Linked DNA regions of Sus scrofa: all the other regions are linked to region 1. The links are chromatin contacts, called in public Hi-C and HiChIP or PLAC-seq maps. All regions are on one chromosome and are shown on one strand. The core of a region is the stretch at or near the end of the contact, and the rest is flanking DNA. Distances in the headings are between cores, read along the strand shown.

What was found. Hi-C and Micro-C count contacts between places; a contact is called where the count stands out from the background. HiChIP or PLAC-seq counts read pairs in DNA pulled down with a chosen protein or histone mark.
Region 2: a contact with region 1 is called in a Hi-C map of liver, with 2.2 times the contacts expected there. The contact joins the enhancer-like site here to the promoter of CREM in region 1. A contact is called at or near these places in 2 of 5 promoter capture datasets (fetal liver and liver), 23 of 47 Hi-C or Micro-C datasets (adipocytes, alveolar macrophages, blood and 11 more) and 2 of 2 datasets of contacts at active chromatin or transcription factors (alveolar macrophages and skeletal muscle).
Region 3: an H3K27ac HiChIP or PLAC-seq map of skeletal muscle shows a contact between it and region 1. The contact joins the enhancer-like site here to the promoter of CREM in region 1. A contact is called at or near these places in 2 of 5 promoter capture datasets (fetal liver and liver), 28 of 47 Hi-C or Micro-C datasets (adipocytes, adipose tissue, alveolar macrophages and 15 more) and 2 of 2 datasets of contacts at active chromatin or transcription factors (alveolar macrophages and skeletal muscle).

What each region holds. Positions count from the first base shown.
Region 1 is chr10:57,827,938-57,831,460 of Sscrofa11.1, reverse strand. CREM (cAMP-responsive element modulator) reads right to left here and starts at 1,938. Exons shown (of 8, transcript XM_021064986.1): 1 at 1,591-1,938. CUL2 (cullin-2) reads left to right here and starts at 2,073. Exons shown (of 21, transcript XM_021064983.1): 1 at 2,073-2,652.
Region 2 is chr10:57,872,766-57,876,148 of Sscrofa11.1, reverse strand. The region is part of intron 5 of CREM (cAMP-responsive element modulator); the gene reads right to left. Among named protein-coding and RNA genes, the nearest start is that of CREM, 45 kb to the right of the region's middle. Within about 2 kb of position 1,673, at least 3 of the 83 cell types and tissues checked have an H3K27ac peak or open chromatin away from gene starts, as enhancers often do. A contact at or near this core is called in fetal liver and liver, where this site is marked.
Region 3 is chr10:57,890,463-57,894,005 of Sscrofa11.1, reverse strand. CREM (cAMP-responsive element modulator) reads right to left here. Exons shown (of 8, transcript XM_021064986.1): 7 at 2,749-2,905. Among named protein-coding and RNA genes, the nearest start is that of CREM, 63 kb to the right of the region's middle. Within about 2 kb of position 1,600, at least 11 of the 83 cell types and tissues checked have an H3K27ac peak or open chromatin away from gene starts, as enhancers often do. A contact at or near this core is called in fetal skeletal muscle and skeletal muscle, where this site is marked.

The DNA.
Region 1 (3,523 bases), core at 689-3,188:
CTCCTTAATGGCCAATGTTGACTTCATGTCAAAACATCAATGGTTCAGCTGTTAAGTGTTTGCATTGTTCAGTTTTATTTTTAAAGCCTATCTAAATGCGACACAGCATTTAAGCACTTTCCAATAGATTATCCACTTCCACAATAAACCCGGCTTACTCTTCTGGCCCAATATTAACTTGTAGAGAATACCAGGTTGGAGAAAATAGTCAGGATCAGGAATACACGTCTATCCTGGTAAAGATTCACTCAGGTTTCCTTATGTATGTGACTAATGTGAAACGCTTCTACTTTTCATGAAATGGCCATAATTCTAAACATTAGTTTCATATTTGAATCATGCAATGATTCGCCTCGGTAGCAAACAAAAGCAGTCTACGGAGTCTGGAATTTGCTGAATTCACCACTTCATTAACCTTCTGAGATAATGCGAAGACAAAAAGACTAAAGAGCTCCTCTGTGTTTACACATTCAAAAAATTTTATTCACTCACTCTTACAAAATATGTACAGAAAACACACGTGTAATTACAGCTTCACACTCACCAAAACGACCCCAGGTGGACCAGCAAGTCACTGGGCAAAGCACGTGCTTACACTGAACTATTTACCGACGCACCAAAACTGTTGTGTCTTTACCAACACTTAACATGACAATGCGTTCAGTGTTTATACTCATCCAGGTTCAAAACCATTTAAATATCTTTTAAAAAGTTGTCTTTGGATCAATCAGCAGCTCTTTAAACATCAGTGTTTACTACTTAGCATTAGTTGGCCAAAACACATTTTTTGCAATTTGCCTTTCTTGGGGGAGAAAAAGTTCCGAAGTTAAAAAATTCAAAGACTGTGACTTATGAAGGGAAAGCAGCGTGTTATCCAAAAGGAGGATCAAGACTAGGAGAAAAATGTGGTGGTACCCCCAGGGAAAGACTACAGAGCACGAGTTATTAAAGTAATCTAACACGACCTTCACATCGGGGACCTCTGGCCCTGCGCATCTCGGTTAGTATTTTTTTCTAGGGAGGGCGGCTGCAGCCGGGCGAATTAGGCAGGAAAGGCAGAGGAGTTCGGAAACCACTGGTGTGAGCCTCCGGATACCGGGTGGGGACCGAGGCTGGTCCCGAGGGTCAGCATCGCTCAACCCAGGGCCGGCAGCGGCTTCCCGGGCCGTGCGGGGAGCGTGAGCGGCTCACACTCGGGACAGCTGGGAAGACGTCGGAGGAGGCGCGGCGCTCACAGCTCCGGCTCCGGGGATCGCGCCAGGCCGGCCGGTCCCGGCGCAAAGGGGGCGCGGGGGACGTGCGCCTTCCAGCAGCACCGCGACCGCATCCCGCTCGCTCGGTCTCCGGCCGCGAGGACCGGGAGGCGGCGACTGGGGCGAGCGAGGGGAGCGGAGGGAGCCGCCTGGCGGGCCCGCCCGCCCTGCGCGGCCTCCCCTCCCTCGGAGCAGGAGCGTTGGCCCCTCCGAAAGCGCCCGCCGGGTGCGCGGGGCAAACGGCGGGGACCGCCCGCGCTACCCGCCCCGCCCCCGCTCAGGCGCCAGCGCCTCCGCCTCAGGCTCCGCGGGCCCCGCCGGCCGGCGCTCCACTTACCCGCTGCGAAGCGATTTACGTAGCGGGCCTCGTCACTGCTTACGGACGCGAGGAGGTGGGACGAAGAGCCCCACCGGGACCGGCGCCGTCCCACGTCGCCCCACGTCAGCGCTGATGCTGCCGCTGCTGCCTCCCCGCCGAGCGCGACCCAACGCGGCCTCGCGTCGCCTGCCCGCCCGGCTCCGCGCCGCGCAGCGCCTGCCCCTTCCCCGGGGACGCCGGGGGAAATCCACGCTCGAACCCCGCCCCCTGCCGGCCACCGGCGGGAGTGCGGCGCAGACAATCCAACAATTGAATAGAACGGGGTGGGGAAGGGGAGGCATGAGAGGCGGGGCCTAGTGGGAGGCGGGGCATGGAGGTGAGCCAGAGCTTAGGGGCGGGGCCGGGAGGAGGAAGTAGGGTGGGTGGGGAGGAGGCCCAAGTTTGGGGCGTGGCCTAAGGCGCGGCCCGGAAGCCGGAAGCTGCTTCGCGGAGCCTGCTCCCGGAAGCCAATCAATTGGAGAGTAATCAAGGTTTTCCAGGCCTCTGTGTGTCGGTCACCTGTCCGGGCGAGCTCAGCCGCCAGCAGAGGCCCGCGAGAGCATCCTGTGGACCTCACCTCGATGTCGCCGGACGCGAGCCCCGGAGGCCCTACCCTCTGCCGCCTCCCCGGCGACCTAGTCTGCGCGGGGACACAGCGCTGTCCCTACCTGCGATGTGACGGAGGAGAGGAAAGCTGAATAGCTGAAGCCCAGGTCTGGAACAGAGGAGTTTCATTTTCGTTCACTTGGAACCCGGGGCTTTACAGTAGGAGAGACGGTCATCTTTTGTACACCCACTCTTAGGAGCAGGTCACACCGGGAACCTTCGTCAAGGACACTGCTTGAAAAGTTGCTGAGAAAAGAAAATAAAAGCATAATCCACGTAGCGCAGGAGGAAAAGGGAAGCTTTGTGAAATATTAGAATTCCAGTGGAGTTCTCCCAGTAGAGGAAAATTCTGAACTGTTCAATGCTAGATTATGGTCATCCCGAACTACTCTCAGCTGTAATGTGTACTAGCAGAGATAAGAGGATAAAAACCTGGTAAGTTCACGTCTTTCTTTCCCCATTGGCAGAATTCTGAAATTCCTCCTTCTAGAGCGATGGGCAATGCCTGTCTCCACTTCCTTATAAAAATTAGCTTCTTAATGAGGGACATTGCCAAATTAATTTTTTTAAGTTAAATTTAGAAGTTAACCAAATCTCTTTTGTGTGTGTTGACACAAAAAGAATGTCTCTAAGTAATCAATGTAGCTCATTTTAGCTCAGAAAAAAAGGAGTTATCGTAAAGAGAAGAAAAAAGTCTAGACTGCTAAAACCGAAAAATCCTAACTTTCCTTTTGGTCAAGGTTGACCATGTGCTGGAGGAACAGATTTTGAACTTCAAGTGATTTGGGGGAAATCGTAATCACTCAAAAACATTGTTCTTCCTTACCTACTTGTTTATTCTGAAATTTCCTTTACCAAAGTATACAGTCTTTATAGTTAGATTCCTTTAGACCAAGGGCTTAAAATGTAAGTATGGCTGCTACATCAACACACACTGTGATATAAATGTCATATCAAATCCTTGAGAGCAGGGGGAAGAGTACCTGCTCTTCTTGACAGAGTGACAGAGTACCTGGGATCTGAAGAGAGAAGGCAGGAAAGGTACATGGAGTTTCCTTTTGCTGCTATGACAAATTCCCGCAAATTTAGCGGCTTAAAACAGATGACTTAAAAGTTCTATGGGGTAATATCAGGAAATCATCGATCTCCTTGTCTTTTCCACCTTCTAGAGGCCATCCGCATTCCTTGGCTCATGGCCCTTTGCCTCCTTCTTTAAAGCCAGCGATAGCTGGTTGAGTCCTTCTTTTGCTGCCATCTCCCTGATTCTTTCTTTTGTTTCCTTCTTCCACTTATAAGAACCCTTGTG
Region 2 (3,383 bases), core at 424-2,923, 45 kb before region 1:
TACCTTAGAATTCAAATATACTAAGGATGGTCAAAAGAAAAACAAAAATCAACATTTGTTTTGAAAGGTGAGGTCTAGAAAGCAAGCCTGAGTGTAACAAGCGGGGAGAAAACCCAAATTCAGTGTCTCGTGGACTGGATACTTACATCTTCCTAGACTAGATACTAAAAACATATTCAGTACATTTATAATCCCCAAATGAAGAATATTTTCTTAATTAAAAACTTCATGTTTCCAATTTCTTTTTCCCATTATGTTACCCTGAATTTAGCATTTCATTAAATCTAATAAAACCTGCTAAAAATTGAAAATTGTATAATTTAACTTGTTTAATATACTACAATATTTCTCCTCTAAACCTTTTAAAGTGCTCCCTCTCCCCCAACCAAAAAAATCTACCACCTGTATATTTCAGAAAACTATGAAATCACCACTAAATGGTGAGCTATCATAACCCACAGATATTCTAAATGCATTAGATGAATGACATATACCTTGAACCACCACCTGGCTGCCTGGGACAAAGAACTGCTGTGTGCCATCAGCTGACTGTGCTGCGTACTGTACAATTGTAGCACCTGGCGGAGGAGCTCCTGAATTTGTCATTGTTAATGCCTGCAGTCCCTGAACACCATCAGATCCTGGGTTAGAAATCTGGATTGTTCCACCTTGGGCTATAGCAACTTAACAGAAAAAGAAAAGAAATATTAGAGAATTTCAAGATTCATTTTTAATAATCCCACATTGGAAGAATATACTTTGGATCTATTTAATGACCAAAGCTTCTCACTCTCAAGTTACTCTTAGTTCTCTAGGCAGAATGGATAAAGATATCCTCCTTTCATTGGACAACACTCTGAAAAAGCTCAAAACACTTGAAAATACCTTATGTTTCAGAACTGCTCAAATACATAAAACTCATGGGATTTCCCATTGTGGCTCACCAGGTTAAGAAGCCGACTAGTATCCGTGAGGATGCAGGTTCGATCCCCGGCCTCACTCAGTGGGTTAAGGATATGGCATTGCTGCAAGTTTCGGTGTAGGTTGCAAATGCAGCTCAGATCCCACATTACTACAGCTGTGATATAGGCTGGCAGCTGCAGCTCTGATTTGACCCCTAGCCTGGGAATTTCCATATGCCGGCAGATGCAGCCCTAAAGTGAAAACAAACAAACCAAAAAAAAACCCCAAAAACTCATGGAGTTGTCCTTCTCCCTGGCATCCATCCAACTTAATTATTTACGAGGAAGAATGAAGATGTAGACAGGGAGAAAGTCCATTTTTAAAATTTTTCCATTCTTTCATCTATCTTTAGGTATAAACATTATTCTATTATTTAATAAATGGTCAGTTAGCTTCCATTGAGGATTATAACCATAATGAATTTGTACCTTCATTCAGCTACTTGTCTAATTTATCATCAAAAGAAAGTAGCTTTCAATGGAATACATATGTATATGATTAACATGTATGTTTCGAAGCTCAAGTCTACAAAACTGTAACCTTTATCATTTTGACTATGCCAGGAGAACTCTGAAATATAAAATATTAGGTTGGAAAGAACCCTAAAAGGTAACTGTATTGAAAGAATTTGTGCTACAGTATTGACCTCCACAAAATGTCTTGAATAGCTGTAGCTAATGGTAACAAATATTAGGTGGACTGCCTTTAAACACTGAGACTTGCCAGTCATGTTTAAAAGTTTATATATTAACAGAAAGTTTCAAAAGAATAATTGATCGAATGTTAATGTTTTAAAATTTCACTCTAATAGACAAATAGGTAGTGTGTTAAATGTCTGGGAGTTCTATATACTTTAACATAAAGTTATAGTATGTTTTAGTTTAAATACTAGAGATTAAGTGGAACCAAGGACTATTCCTAAAAAAAAAAAAAAACATATAAAATAGCTAACTAGACTTTACAATGGAGATAAAAATAACACATAATCAGAATAACACAACATCTATAAATCAATGTAAATGCCTTACAGGAATCGCGTAGTAGCGTCTAAAGTATATTCTGAATATTTCTGAGTCACTCCCTAACTTTGTAACAGTACTTAAGCAAAGGACCACTTAAGTGATGATCGAATAAACCTGTCACAACTATTGGAAAGAATAACAATAACAACAAATCTCCAGTTCTTTGACCTAAGGATCTGGGGTCATTACAGCAAGATGGGTTAACATTTTTAAAAGGATTTCAACACAGAGGCACCATCTGATTCTAGTTCGTTGGCAGGCTGCTATATGATTGACAGAAACTGAAGAATAAGTTACCAAATGTCAATAGCACAGCGGTTGAGAAACTCTGAGGTAATCCCACTTTGTCTGGCTCATCTTGAGCGTTATATTCTTTGCACACATTTTAAAAATAAGATTTCACCATGATTCTCTAAATATTTCAAGGGTCTCAGGACTCACCCCTTAATAATAAGAGGGTTTGAGAGAAATCTGAAGAAGAGGGGATATTGCTTCCTTGGATCTTCAAGGCTGGACATGAAGGAATTTCATGTTATCATATTATTTGAGTGCCTATCTTCAAGTCGAAAGTTTGATGTCACAGAAATAGTGCTTTAGAAAGACATAGGGAGTTCCTGTCCTGGCTCATCGGTTAACGAACCTGACTAGGATCCATGAGGATGCAGGTTCGATCCCTGGCCTCGATCAGTGGGTTCAGGATCCAGCGTCACTGTGAGCTGTGATGTAGGTTGCAGACTCGGCTAGGATCTGGTGTTGCTGTGGCTGTGGTGTAGGCCGGTGGCTACAGCTCCAATTGGACCCCTAGCCTGGGAACCTCCATATGCCACTGGTGCCGCCCTAAAAAGACAAAACAAATTAAAAAACTAAAAAAAACAGAAAGACATAGGCAGTGGAACCGCAATGTTAAGAAGCACAAAGCCTAGCAGATAGCAGGCACTCAGTAAATACAATGAATGCATGGCTAGCATTTCTTCAAGACGGAATATATAAAAACAACTTAAGCCGCATGTTAATCTAGAAGAGTTAAATGAAGAATGGTTTTAAACTATAAATTATTTTCCAGGGCACAGTCCTTGAGGTACTAGCCTGTTGTGTCCCCTCTTTTCCTGGCCACTAAGGCTACTTTTTCTGTTTCCTAAAACAAACAAAAAAACCCCAAACCTTAATTTTCCAATATTGACAACACAACTATCAAGTTTTTGGATTAGTTAAAAAAATCGGAGGGGAGAGTAGTTGCTTCTAGGGATAAGAACCATGAAATAAAGATCCCTTTTTTTTTTTTTCCAGTATTTCCCCATATTTCCAACCAAACATTTTTGCTTTTATACTCTGAAAAGCTGATATATCCAAGAATCTGTTCCTCTTATTATTTATTTATTTGTCTTCTTTTAAGGGCTG
Region 3 (3,543 bases), core at 351-2,850, 63 kb before region 1:
AGATTTTGACTCTTCAAGACTAAATCAGTACAACAATCATGACTGCAAGCAACAGTTGATCAGCTAGAAAACAATATGGATAACAATAAGCAAATCATGCACAGTTTCAAAAACCAGAACCGAAACAAAAGGGACTCTGCTTCTGACAACTACAGAAGGAAAGAAGGGAGGGTACAGAACACGGGGTCAGAAATTCAGACAATGGCAACCCGGGCACGTGGGACGCCACAGCAGAAATCAGGGAAAGGATGTTACGAGACACACATCCGCTAACCGATTCCTGGGATTTAAAGCATTGCAGATGCGCCCCAAGAAAGCCCAGACCAGCAGCCAAAGCAGCGCACACGAATAAACAGATGAGCCGAGTTAGTCATCTCCACGCATAACCCCGCCCAAACCAACAGATACAGACATTTGCTCTTGCTCCTTTTTTGGGGGGTGGGGTGGGTGAGAGGGGGGGTGGTAACTGCACGGTTTAACTCCTCTGTAGAATATACCCTCTGATAACAGCTTTATTTTGGAGTATACCCTTGACAATAACTGCCTTTGGGCTACTCATCACAGCAAAAAGCCTGCATTGCAATAGATAACTTAAACATACATCAACAAAGGTGTGCTGAATGCTCTAACTCTGAACCAGGAGGGACATGTGCACCACATCTGGCCCGTTCTGCTTTATTTTTAGGATAGCTCACCCTCACTAACAGCTGGTTATCAGTGTTTTCTCTGCAGAGGAGAGGTCTTGAAATCCCAATGAACTGCAGGAAAAGCTCAAGCCCTGCTTCCCAGCCGAGAACAATGCCGTCACCCTGTAAACTCACAAGGTTCTCCGACTTCTCCACCGGGGCTCAGAAAAATTGACAGTGTAAAAGTGAACCGAGTCTGATTTAAAAAGATGAACTCAATGTCAATGATGCGTGGGGCAAAGTCAAGAATAAATCCAAGTACACGTAAACATTTGTCAGTTTGGGAATGTAATTCAGCTCTTCTACAGAGGAACTAAAACACCGAAGGTTTCATGATGGAATCATTCTATTAAATTCTAGATCTGGAAGGAAGACAGTCTCTTTACACAACAGGTTAACCATTAAACAAAGTTTTAAATATTGAAGAGCAGTGTGGCGGGATGTCTAATTTTTAAAATCTTATTTACCAAGCTGTACTATTTACTGTAAATACCCAGACTCCATATTTCATGTGCCTGCCTGCAAGTCACGAGTCAAAATGCTCTAAGCACAGAGCTCTGGACGGTCACATTCCTAAGGAGGCCTGAGCGATGGAAAACACCTGTTTCTTCTATTAATAGTGAGCTCGGTCTTCAGGGCTTGCATGGGTCTGGATGCCTCCTTAGCATGGGGAGGAAATACACAGCAAAGTGGAAAAGCTGAGCAGGTTGGTAGAGAAATAAAGGCTGTTGCTGGGTCGGAGAAATACACTTCAGTATCTATTATGAATGCCAGCCAAATAATTTATTCCTTCCAAAAAGAGAACGCATGAGAGGTCTTTCACGTTAATGAATAAATCCAACACACTCTCTGGGAAGCTAAATCTGCAGCTGACCCCGCTGTGTCTCCAAGGTGACTCCTGTGTGGCACAGTGTGGCCTCTGGGTAAAGACGGCCTGCTTCTAGTTCCAGGCTCTGTCCAGTTTGGGCTGCGTGATCTTAATCAGCTTGTTACCTGACCTCTCTGAGCCTCAGTTCCTCCTCTGTGAAGTAAGGAGAATAACCAGACCTGTTCTCATGTGCAAGTCACGTGCAAGCTAAAGAAATGGAAGCCACAATCGCTGAAAACCGGCTCAACAGACACTGAGCGATCTAGTAGCCATTTATCATCTGCTTCTCTCTTGCTCTGCTCTGAAACTGAAATCTGGAAGCTAACATAGACCCTTCTCAGAATCCCATGCAGCTAGGGATTCTCTTAGCTATTTCTAGCCAATGAAATGTGTGAGAAAATGAGACAGGGAACCAGAAGTGTACGTGCCGTAGGAGGTGTCTCTCTCTCTGTGCCGGGGCTGCGGGTAATTTTATTTCTTCCTCTTGCTTTGTATTGGTACTCAGCCAGAATTTTTCAGACTAGATATGGAAAATTTTGTTTTTTTCTCAGTATAATAGAGAAAAAACAAAGTTACAAAACAGATAAAACTACATGTAATGGACATAGAAAAATCTAAACTCACCTCCAATTTATTCTGCTTAAAAGAAGCTAAAAAATTATACTTATCAGGAGTTCCCACTGTGGCTCAGTGGGTTAAGAATCCAATTGCAGTGACTGGGGTCTCTGCAGAGGTGCAGGTTTGATCCTGGCCGGGCCTAGGGAGTTAAAGGATCCAGCACTGCCATAAATATGGCCAGGATTCAATCCCTGGACTGGGAACTTCCATATACCACGAATGTGGCCATAAAATAAAATTTTAAAAAACTACACTTATCACCTACTTCACAAAGCAAATACCGAGTACAAAATGAATATTTGTAATAAAGTCCTTCCATTATCATTAAAAAAATTAATGTACCTTTTAGACATTAGCCTAAAATGTATAAGGATATACCTCCTGCTGATAAAGTAGTTTCATGGCTGAAACTCTGATTAGAAGACTACCAGCAGCACACACAAAGCACAAACCCACACAAAATGCCACAAAACACAAAACTTGGGAGAAATAGCTGAGGATAAGCAGTTTTTAAAAAGCCCCACGATAATAAATTATAACCCCTAAGTGGTTGCGGTTTCTCACGAAATGTCTTACCTGTTTTTCATTAGCCTCAGCTCTCGTTTGCGTGTTGCCTCCTCTGCTAGTTGCTGGGGGCTGTGCAGGCTTCCCGGAGAGGCAGCCATCACCACTCCCTGAGGCAAAGCAGTAGTCGGAGCTCGGATCTGATAAGTCGGCATGTCACCAGTGGCAGCTGCAATGAAATAAAATACCACAAGTTATTTAAACAATTTACCACTTGATATTTTATATAAAATTGATCTGGAAATAACATACTTCTTTTTACATGTCATAAGAGATGAGGTTGCTAATGTTTAAGATGATTATTCTGAACATTATAGAAATCTTAGGTATTAAAGATCCCTTCAGCATTTGGAACAACGATTCTCAGCATGCTTTACACATTTCATAAAAAAATGTCCTAATGCATTTTAGAAAGGTTTTTATCAAAGGCTAAAGTAGAGAGGCTTTTCAACCCTTAGTTCATTTAGCCTAATATCAGTGGTGGGCTGATAAATGTTTAACCACCAGCTCTCTAGGGGGAAAAAAGCCCTGGTCTGTAGTGTCTATGGATTCCCATGATGTAAATACTTTCACTATGGCCAATTTCAAGCTACCAGTGTGACTTCACTGAATGTAGAGTTGGAAAGACATAACACAGTAAGCAGCACACCATTCAGATAAAGTAGATGTAAATAACCTCAAGAATGTAAATGAAATTATTGGGAGGGTGGGTTTTATATATTTATTAATATTATTTTAATGTAATTTTTATTAATATATATATTTATTATATATATACATATATAGTTATTAATAATGGCTGTTTTT